Regions from separate parts of the Anas platyrhynchos genome. Here region 2 is linked to region 1. A link is a contact called in public Hi-C data. All regions are on one chromosome and are shown on one strand. The core of a region is the stretch at or near the end of the contact, and the rest is flanking DNA. Distances in the headings are between cores, read along the strand shown.

The links. Hi-C and Micro-C count contacts between places; a contact is called where the count stands out from the background.
Region 2: a Hi-C map of skeletal muscle shows a contact between it and region 1, with 2.2 times the contacts expected there. The contact joins the enhancer-like site here to the promoter of UST in region 1. A contact is called at or near these places in 2 of 8 Hi-C or Micro-C datasets (skeletal muscle and subcutaneous adipose tissue).

What each region holds. Positions count from the first base shown.
Region 1 is chr3:52,942,221-52,947,623 of IASCAAS_PekinDuck_T2T, reverse strand. It overlaps UST (uronyl 2-sulfotransferase), which reads right to left and starts at 1,813. Exons shown (of 10, transcript XM_027454344.3): 1 at 1,191-1,813. The coding sequence starts at 1,461.
Region 2 is chr3:53,033,654-53,039,469 of IASCAAS_PekinDuck_T2T, reverse strand. All of the region lies in intron 4 of UST (uronyl 2-sulfotransferase), which reads right to left. Among named protein-coding and RNA genes, the nearest start is that of UST, 91 kb to the right of the region's middle. Within about 2 kb of position 3,074, at least 4 of the 8 cell types and tissues checked have an H3K27ac peak or open chromatin away from gene starts, as enhancers often do. A contact at or near this core is called in subcutaneous adipose tissue, where this site is marked.

The DNA of each region.
Region 1 (5,403 bases), core at 564-3,063:
CTCAAGAGCAGTCAAAAGGCCATAAAATGAGATACTGTCTAACCCCGTGTACCTCTATCTATTCCCTATTCTCTATTCACACACGCCAAGCAAGACTCATCCTTAGTGAAGATTAAAATTAAAAAATTGGCACGAACTTTGCTTTGAAACAGAGATATCTGTACTTGATCCAATTAAAAAGTCAATCAGTTGTAAGCAAAACCTGCTTCTGCCTTGGTGGAAAACTTGTCCGTTTCCTCTTCAGTGGAGGAATATCTTAATAATTAACATTACATGAAGAAAAAGAGTCAGTAAAATCCAATTGGCAATCCTTTGGCAAAGGCAATATGCTGGTGCATTTGTGAAGTAACGTTCAAAGAGTTTCTTCTTCTGTTCTCACTTGAATTTTCATTGACCTTTTTCTCCAGGTACAGTAGACTCAGACTATGAACCGGGCAGGATTTCTGTCCACCTGGTCCTCTCCCCCACCCCACAAAACAGGGACAACTCGCAGTGGGCTGCTCTGAACCTTGTCCAGCTGAGCTCTGAGTGCCTGCAAGGACAGCTGGACCTCTCTGGGTAGCCTGTTCTGACATCTGCCCACCCTCGTGTTGAAATTTCTTTCCCTAACATCTCATTGGCACTTCCCTTGCTGCAACTTTGCCTGTTGCCTCTTGTCCCACTGCTGTGCGCCTTCCAGAAGAGCCCGGCTTTGTCCTGTTACCTTTTAGCTGAGGATACGGGATAGCTTTCCTTTAAAGAAAAGTAACACACTGAGACGTACTCCTAGGATGTTCACAAAACACATACGCACGCATACAGCTTTCAGCTTATTTTTCTGAGCCACAAGTACTGCGCTCTACTTTGCAACCTAGTGCTGCTGTCTCTTACGGGTTGCCCTTTTGCAGTGCTTAACGCTGACAGCTTGCCTTCGCAGCCACGAGGAGCTGAGGTGGTAAAAGCCGGTACCGAAACGACTCCGCAGCAACCTCCCCGTGAGGCGAAGCCCTCCGCTCTCCTTCCCCGTGCGGCTCAGCCCCGCCGCGGCGCGGCACTTGCACAACCCCGCGGTGCTCCCCGCTCCCCCCGGCTCCTCCGCTAGCGGGGCAGCCACGGGGGGCACCGCAACCCGAATCGCTGCGGGGCTGCGGCTCTGCCCCCATCCCATCCCCGAGGCGCAACAAGTCCCCGGCGCGCCCGGCCGCGCTTACCCAGATAGTGCCGCAGGTCCAGCAGAAAGTGCGGGGGCCCCCCGTTGAGCTGGTAGAAGAGGGAGCCCAGGCAGAAGAGCAGCAGGGCGGCCATGCAGAAGCCGTAATCGCGCAGCGAGAGGAAGGGCAGCAGCGACAGCGGCCGCCGCCGCCTCCAGCCCCCGCCCGGGCCCGGGCCCCCTCCGGCCGCCGCCGCCGCCGCCGCGGGGGGCCGGGTGTCCGGGCAGCCCCCGGCGCCGCCGTGCTGCTGCTGCTGCTGCTTCTTCTTCATCCTCCTCCCCTCGGCCGCCGCCGGCTCACGCAGCCCGCCGGGGAAGGCGCATCCTCCATCCGCCTGCTCGGCTCCGGCTGCCCGCGGCGGGGAAAGTTGCCGGCGGCTCAGGGCGCCCGTCCCGTGCCCATCGCCCGCCGCCCCCGGCAGAACCCGGCGCGGCGGCTAAGGGGAGGGGAAGGAGGTGGCCACCATCCCGCTCCCGGGGCTCCTCTCCTCCTCCTCCTCCTCCTCTTGCTGCTGCTGCCGCCGCCGCCGAAGCTCCGCTCGGCCTCTGGCCCCGGTGTCGAGTTACAGCCGCCGCTCCGCCGCCGAGCCCTGCGCGCCGCCCGGCCCCCGCCCCGGCCCCGCCGCCCCCGGCACGGCCCCCGCCGCCCGCCCACCCCTGCCCGGCCCGGCCCCGGTCCCCGCCGTCGCCTCCCCGCGAGCGACCCCTGCGGGCGCCGTCGGGCGCCGCCTCCACGGGCCCGGCGCATCCTGAGGCACCTGCCCCGGGCGGGGGTCGCGGGGCTGCCCCCTCGCCCCCACGGCCGAGCTGACTGAGGCGAGGGGAGCGCCCCTCTCGCCGCCTTGCGACGGGCCCCGGGGATCACGAAAGCCCAGCGTGACCCCCGGCCGCACATGGCTCGCAGTGTGATCCCTCATGACTTGGTCGTGCCCGCAAAGCTGCTTCACACAACGAGGGTGAAGGGTTCTCGCTTCGTGCTGGGTTGCTTAATGCCATCATCCTCTTCATACATCTCTTTTGGGACTGTTCGTGGCCCCAGGCACTGTCTGCAGCTGCGATGCATTTCGGTGCATCCTGTGGCCGCACTGCCACCACTACAATGGAGGGAGGAGGCCTGGTACAGCGCTGCCAGCCCACAGTCTCATTTTATGGACCTGGCTAGATGGGGAGGGCTTCCAGCCCTTCACGCGATCCCACGAGAGCCTTCTTTTGCTTTTAGCCAACAGCAAGTTCTGTCCTCTGTGGTTTGGGAGAAAAGTAGGAAATCATGACCCAAGTGCAACTCGCCAGGTCAGAAACCAAGATGCAATCACCCTTTTCCTTTTTAGGCTTAAAAAATGCATCCTGATTGAGGGGGGCTGACTCATAGTCCTTTAGCACTCGCAGCTGCAAATTCTGCTCAGTAGGCTGGATTCAGGCGTTTTTGCCACTGACATTGAAAGGCATGTGTAAATGCCTGAATCCCACCTACCTTTTTAGATTTGTTGCTGGTTTCCAGCAGTAAAGGGCACCTGCTGAAACAGGGAAATTAACCTTGGTGATGTGGACAGGACCAGAGCCAGAACCTGAAAATAAACAACTAGTGAGCAATCCCCTTGGATTCATTGATAAACAATATCCCCATAGTGGCTGAAAGATCAGACCTTAGAGGATTTGGAGGGGAATCTATTTGGTTTAGTTACAGTCTATGGCATCACTGCACAGATCCTTCAAAATCCACACTAAACCCAAACAAAAACAAAGTTAGGAACAATGACACCTCACTTCCAAGAAGGAGAAAACAAAAATGATAAAATATAACAGTTCCACTTCAGGCTAGTGCTCAAGCACCAAAAGTGACATAAAAGGTCAATCTTTAGGACTATAGGTTGCTTTAAACAGAAATCCCCAGTAATATTCAGCAGATACAGTCTTAAGTGTATTTGCATGGTTAGATTACCACTTAGTGATACTCGTGAATGTCAGTTTGAAACACAGAGTGTGAGGGGCTTACTTAACCTGCTCTGCTGCCGTGGATGTCTTGCATTGTTTTATATTGCTTTGAACACTTAAATTGTCTACCAGACAGCTTGCAACAACCACACTGCAGATTCATGTCGCAGTGCTAGTTAGTGTTGCAAATGAGAAACCAGTAAGCATTTACATTGAACGTTTGAGAAAAATGGATGCTTTGACAAGAAGACAGACAACATCTGTAAGGTGAATCAATAAATCTTTATTTTTCTAGTTGCAAAGAATGTCTTTGATCTCTAGGAAGAGATTGTGAAAAAAAAATTGAAAAGCAGATCTATCATTGGGAAGAGAGTGTTTTATTAAGAGTGCTCTTTCCATTGACAGGTAAAAAATTCTCTTAAGAGGAAGAAGAGAAATTATTCCTTTCATATGTATGAACTATCACACCTCTGTTATTCTATCAATTAAAATGCCTAAAATTAAAGTAGGACAACAAGTAGGAAAAATAAATATTGTTTACTTCGTTATAGCTTGATGTAGTGTAACTGTCTCCCTATTTTTAATTCCCCTGCTACTTATTGACTTTAATAAAAATAGTATGATTTTGCATGCACAGCATAAAGCAATGAAAACATATCCTTAGCAGGATTTTTGCATTCAAACACACACATGCAGAAGAATGAAAACCCACATTAAAGGAATGATATGGTTGAAAAGCCAAGTGTCAACACTTGAAGAAAATCCAAAGGTAAAATTTTTCAGACAAACTTGTTTTAACTTGTAGAGGATACAAGTTGCAATTCAGCCGTTAATTGTATGATTATATTGTTTGCTCCCAGGACTGCTGCCTCGTATGGTGTCTGCGACAGTCACTGATCATTGAACACGCAGATTTTTGGTTTATTTTTAATCTCTTTGTTCAACATATGTCCTCAGGCTTTGTTTAAAGCTATCTAAATCCTGCCTGTAATATGGAATTATTAATGTCGTAATAGGCTTTTCCACAGCATTCATTGTTACGGTACCTTGAGCATATGAGGAATGTTTCTGAATTACTTCCGTGTGATGCAGCTAATATCACCATTTTACTGATTGTGCAAACGGGACACAGAGAGATTAAGGTTAAACATGTCTATTAATTTTGATTGCCAGGCTTGAGATGATAGGGGTTTGCCTTAGCAAAATACTTAGCATTATGAAGCACTCTGTACATTGACAGCATAGCTCCCATGGACTTTAGACACAGCTGTGAATGATAACGACTTCTACAAATCAGAGCCCAGGCTCTCAGACTGAACACCAGGCATAAAACAACCACTCAGTGGCCACTCAGTTCAAGCAATCTGCTCAACACCATATAGGAGTGCTGTGGTGCTGGCAGGCACACCACCGATAACTTTCAGAGCAGTATTTCAGATAAGTTTCAGACTGCAGCAGTCTTCATGCTCCTTGCCTGTCTTGACCTTGTCCCGCTCCTTTTTTTTCCTCCTCTCCTAGACCTAGCCTCAGCTCCAGGATCTTTGTCCAAGTGTGTTTCCTTCCATGACCTCAGCCAGAGTAGGTCCAGCTTTTTGCTCAGCTTTGCTCTGGCTGAATCCCTCTCCTGGCTGTGATGATTCCAGCAAGAAGGACACTGCGAGCTCAGAGCTGGCTCCCTGGGGCTGGAGGAGGACGCTCAGAACAATCAAAGTGGCAGAGAATATTGCTGCCAAGAATTCCCAGGTGGGTCTACCTCAGTGCTACACTAGAGACTGCTGAGCAAACTCATAACCCCCACTCAGAAATTAGCTCAGTGAGCGAGATGAGCACAAGGAGGTCGTGTGTCAGCAGGACACACGGCTGCACTTGGCAAAGGTCCTGGTTTAGGTGCCAGTAGCCCAGTGGCCTCATCTGCCCGGCTTGTCAGGTCAGCTGCTTGCCAGCCCAGGGATGACAATGCACCCACAGAGCTGCTTGCTCATGGCTCCAAGCCCAGCACACTGCTCAGTTGCTTGGGAATGGCTGCACCAGGCTGCTGGGGGCTACAGCTCCACTCTGCTGAGTGCACACAGCCCGAGGTCACGTTGAGATCTGTAGCCTTCCATTGGAAGAGCAGAAACCACATGTCTAAAAGTAAACACTGATGTTCCAAGGAGTGGAGGCATTGCCATTTCTTATTTTTGCAGCAGTAGGATTTTGATTCTAACATAAGCAAAACATCCTTCACTTATTCTGACATCTGAATATTTTTTTTGTTGTTGAAATTTTCTAGATAAATTCTC
Region 2 (5,816 bases), core at 1,825-4,324, 91 kb before region 1:
CTCTGATCTTTTCCTTTACTTGTTTTTGGACTCTTACTGATTAATGAACATCTTTCTCAAGTTAATGTACTCCAAGGTTGGTAATATAATCTACAGTGCAAATATGAGCACACAAACTAAAACAACAGTAAAAAATGACAATTTAAGCATTTTGACTAATCCCACTGGCCTTCAAGTCCATGGTAACTAAATTTCAAGTAATGATTTCTATTCAGTGAATATTGTATTACCTGCTAAATGAAAGCTGAAAAGTCTACTATGTGAAGAACATGGGAAATCTATGGAAATAAATTTTAAAGCAGATAATCTAAAAAACTGTGAAAAAGTTCACTACAGGGCAATGTTTTCAAACAACAACAAAAAAACAACCACAAAACCCCCAAACTCTTAGATCATACAAAGGTCAAACTCCACATTAGATTTGTGCTTAGCCTTCCATCAAGTCACAGTTAAAAACATCATTACACTGTCACATCATTAAAAAAAATTAGTATAAAAAAAGAAAAAAATTTAGTAGGAGGGATTACAGCACCATGTGGCCATTCATGAAATGTGTACTTTACAAGGCGGACCTCACATGATGGTAGAAAGTGTTTCATGATGTGTTAGCAAAAAATATAGATTATAATGAACACACATAAAGACATAGTGTTAAAGCCGGGCACATAGGTTTAGCTGACATTTCCCTACTTTTAAGGGCTTACCCAAAGGTTAATATTTTTTTTTCTTAGCATATTTTTAATGACATTCTCTTTTTTTTTAAAGGAGAGAAAATCCACAACATGAAACTACTTTAGTAGGTAAACTTAGGCTGCAATCATTGTTTCAAGATGTCATTTCAAGGAGGTATTTCAAAAGCCCGATCCCTCCTACCAGTGAACTGCACAAAATGGGTGCAAGCTGACTGATTTACTGCATTTAATGCAGAGTATACTATAGTTTGTATTTGAAGGGGCGTGGACATTCTGCATCTTCTTAGGCCAACTCCACAGATTTGCCCTGAACATTTTTCTCAAAAGCTAGTTGAGTACAGTTAAAACACATAACAGGCATGTTCTGCAAAACATCTGCATTCTGTGTGGTATTACTTGCTCTGGAGAATTTGGAGAAACAAGAATTCTCAAGTTGTTAATAAATGGGAGGGTTATGACAAATATTCCATGGCTCTGTTTTAAGTCAAAGAAAGCAGCATCACAGAATCACCGCTGTTTTACAGACGTCTTAGCAGTCTATAAAACATTTAAAACTTAAATTATATTTCCAAATTGACAGGTCGAAGACACATGTGCAGGTTAAGCCGTGGCAAAGCTTTTTGAAAATGGGAATAATTTTTAAATTGTATCATTTTATCATACAACCCTTATGAACAATCAAAATCTAACATGCAAGGCTTTCAAAAGCCAAGCTTCCAATCAATGCAGAGTGCCCCTGCTTTCAAACATGCAGCTGATTCGCATGACGTATAGGCAAGTTACTTTTCCAAGAGTTACCTCCTTTTTGTTTTTTGGCTATGGACACATTTTACAGAGCCCAAGAACAAGGAATGCTGTAATGTAAAAGTGCTGTGTTGAACTGTTATTTTCTGCATCAGAAGAAACACAACTGCCAAAGAACAACAACAACTGAACAATATTCAGAAATCAAGCACAATTTTGCACTTATCCATACTGAATCTCTCTGTGCCTGTATCTGCTTCATATAGCACGTGATGTACTGGTACCCATAATTCAGAACTTGGGTCTGAGTTGAAGCAAAGGGTGTAAACTCATCAGCACTACTGCATGTGACTGTGTCTGTCCCTACAACAGACTGATTTTTATCAGTTAGTGTTGGCCTCTGTGTCTATTTAAAAAAAGTAATACAAAAATCAGTAATGCTGATACAGACTGTTTACCAAAAAAAAAAAAAGATTTTTTTTCAAGAAAAACAAGGGCTTTGCACATTAACTTTACTAATGAATAACAGAAAACCAGAAATATTTCTTATGTTGATGCCAGGGACTCAAGGCAAGTACCCTCAGGAGCAGAAAACCTAACAGATTTTTCTCTCCTCCTCCAAACCTGTCCCCCTCGTGCACCAAGCAGGAAAGACACAGCAGAGCTGGGGCTGGCATTCAAGCAGGGCAGAGGGTGGTGGCCGCTGGCTGTGGCCCAGCAGAAGCCTGGCAGCTCCGTCTTGCTTGGCTTTCTTTTCGGCGGAGGCACCTGCAGCAACGTGGTTGTTTCTGGATTTTCTACTGGCCTTACAAATTGTATTTGAAACTGTCCAACGGGTTCAGAAGTTATTTAGGAATGAGGTGTGGGGGGAAAATGGAAAGAGAGGCGGAACAGCTGGAACAGCTGCATGAGCCTTTAGAATTTAGAAAACTGTGCTAAAAGGAACACACTGTCCTCTCCTGTCAAGCACAGGCACACAGACACCAAATGCAGGCACACCGCAGGTATTAAACTGCAACTGAAGAGAAGAATGGGGCAGCAGCCCAACAGTGCAGAAAGGCCGATTCCTTGCATCTGCTGCTGGCCGTTAATTCATTCCGGCTTCTCAGACAAATAAGATATACTGAAATTTAAGGGCTAATTAAAACGTGAGATTAAATTGAGTTCACGCTTCATCTCTTTGCATCTATTTACCACATCATAAGACATTTTAAAGGAGATTACTCCAGTGGCATATGACTCCTCCTACAGTACGTAAAGAATTCATTGCTTCGGTGAAACCTGAAAAAGCCTGTTTCTCTCTCTGGGTGGTCTTTTTAATGCTTCTCCCACCTATGACTTTACCCTGACCTAGCCAGCCAGCCTTTATGCAAGCAAAAATCACTTACCAGTCACTGACAGAGGCACGCCTTTAGACTTTAACACATTCCTGTGTAATGTTCATTTACCCTGAGACAGGAGGGAGCAGGCAGGCTTCCAGCTCTGCTTGAACCGGGGGCTGTAAGTGCATGTTCCGAAGATATAAAAACACCTACTGTGATTAGGTGTTGGAGGGAAGAAATCTGCCTTACCACATCCAGACTGGGAGTTGTGCAACTCTCCCGATCCCTGACTCATCCTGAACCAAAGCCTTGGCCTCGCTGCCCCTATATGCATTCCTGCAAATGTTCTTCTGCTTCTCTGAAATCTGTGACACTTGGAGCACACTCCAATGATCTTGAATGGTTGCCAAAAGACTGTTATAGTTACTTAATTCATCAGAAGAGTTCAAGCGGGGCTTTTCCACAAACTTGAAGCTTCTTCCCACTTAATTTTTCACAGGCTAAATAAATAGTTGACAAGGGGTATCTATGATAAAACACAGTGAACTTGAAATATGAAATAGCTTTTTATGTTTCTGCAAGTTATTCCAGTTTTTCAAAGCTTCTACAGCCTAACACTATGCTACTTGCATCTACTAATAACACCTGCCATCTCAGCAAATGTAGCAGCAGCATATAAATCTGTACCTACCTTGAGCATATACATTATTATGTATGTGCTTCTGATTAACATTTCAGAAGCTTTTCACAGCAATATTATTGTAGAAAATTCAGTTCAGAAAGAGACATGTAAGAGACCTTATGAAAGATGCCACAAAACCCACAGTACTTTTAATAATGGAATTGTTCCCACGGTTCTTTTTAAATAGATGCAGTATTGATACTGAAAAAGAATTGGCATATGACAAAGCTAAATGACAGCTGTCATCCTGATCCTGCCACGTGTCGTTTTCAGGCAGACATCCATGCACGGATACAAACCTTTGGAATTCTTGAGATCCTTGTAAGTGGTGATGGGTGCTTCTGCCTTGTGCATTGTGGGCTTTAGCACAGGTTATTATGGACAACTTCTACCTTCCTTGGGTACATAAGATTTTTTTTTTGTTTTTGTTCTTAATGTTTTTCTTTTTAAACAGCAACAGCCAGTATAAAACCAAAAGGCATCCAAACATTTATCTCTGCAGATAACAACATTTCAAAGTAGGGTTATCAGAAGAAGCCATGTAGAAGCCGGTCCAGCATTTAAAATTACCTGAGCAAGACAATGGTCATTAATGAAAAGCCTCATCCAAGAATCACAAGCAAAGGAGGATTCAATAAACAGCACCATTTCCCCAAAAATAAATAGTCCCAAAATGGACTGGATGGAGCAGCCACCCATCTGAGGCACGGGGATGTCTCCTAAAGCTGGACAGACACAAGGCAGACTGGAAACACAAGCTGGGAAACTCTGTGAATAAAGTTTTTCCTTAACTGGTCTGTGACATGTGCTACACATAAATTCCCTCACATTAGAAAACAGCAAGAAATCTAGTTTTTTGTCTTCTGTTTGAAGCTGCAATTAATTAGATTTCTGTCAGTAAAAGTTCACATGAAGATTTGCTTTAATGTTTTAAGATTTAACTTTTTGTCTGCCTCTTTGCACTCTTTTGGATTGAGAAAAGATAGTACTGAACTAAAGAAAGTCAAGAATGTAGGAAAGTAAATGAAGATTCATGACTGCAGCTGAACCAGCAGACACTCTTAAATTGTTCAAAAAGAGAGGAAAATGTCCCTGGCAAGTGTTCAGGTTGGGATGGGATTTTCAAATTTTCAGAACTTTATTCAGCAGAACTAACAGTGCCTCTGAAACATGCATGTGCTCAAATTCACCGGTGACCTAAGCCTTAGCTCACTTCCACTGGAGATTTTTTCTGGAAAGAAGATGTAAGTGATATAGGCCTTTTTTTTTTTTTTTTTCCCCTCGCCAGTTGGAAACAAACTAAACAGCATAAGTAAATGCCACAATGCTTTTCTGAATATTCAGAGAGCTTTAAGTGCTGACAGGTTTATAAGCAGGTGCGGGATGCGAAGGAGGAAAATCCAAACGGTCTGTCATTGCTGTTATTCACATCAGGGACATTAAACAAAAAGCAAGTTTATTTTTCCTACTACTGTTTGGGAAGCTGCAAGGCACCAATAACTGGAGGCGAAGCAGACTCCCTTTTTGCAGGCCTCTGCTCTGTTTTATCTACTTCTCTAGTAGCCAGTGCTAGGCTCTGAACTGCTTACAGCAATCCCTTCAGATCCTGAAAGCACTCAAACAAAAATGTGCGGTGACCTTGAAGCTTACTGAAAGAGTGGTGAAGATAACATGCCTTTACCTCCCACCTGTCTGCTCGATAAACACAGGTGGAAGCAGAATAAAGCATTCTCTATCCCTTCCTACAAACAAAAGGCTAGGTTCAAGGTATAAAACAGCAAAGGTGAAGTGACTTTGTTCACTGGACTAATATCCAGGATGGCTGCCCGGGAAAAACTTTGTGATGTCCAGTAAAGGTTCTGCTACAATACGTTGAAGAAAGCCTCATCCCTTTCCTTGTGAAGGAGCAATGATTTTCACCAAAGTGGGCTTCTTTTATCTTCAAGCTAAGTTGTCTCCTACCTTCAGCCCCACTCCCCGCTGTGCTGCCTTCCCACCAAGAGGTGCTGTGTAAAGTCTTGAGCTGTCAGTCAAGAAACACCACACTGATACTTTGCCACTTGTGTTTTTTTTAAGTTTCTGGGGTATTGCATGGCTTTTATGTTGAGCTGGTAGAAGGGCTAGGTCAAACAGGAAGAAGCATATCCCACAGGCAATTTCAGTTCAGCTATCCACTATGGATGGGCCATAAAAGAATAGTTCTAAAAAAAACCATCCCTCAATCAACCAGAAAGGAAAAAGAACGCACAGGCAAAACTAGAACACCTTCACAATACCATACTATTTATAACGCCTATTTAAATCACATTCTTGAAACTTCTGCAAAATTGGTACTTGACACTCCGCTCCCTAATGAAATACAGTCTAAAAATTACA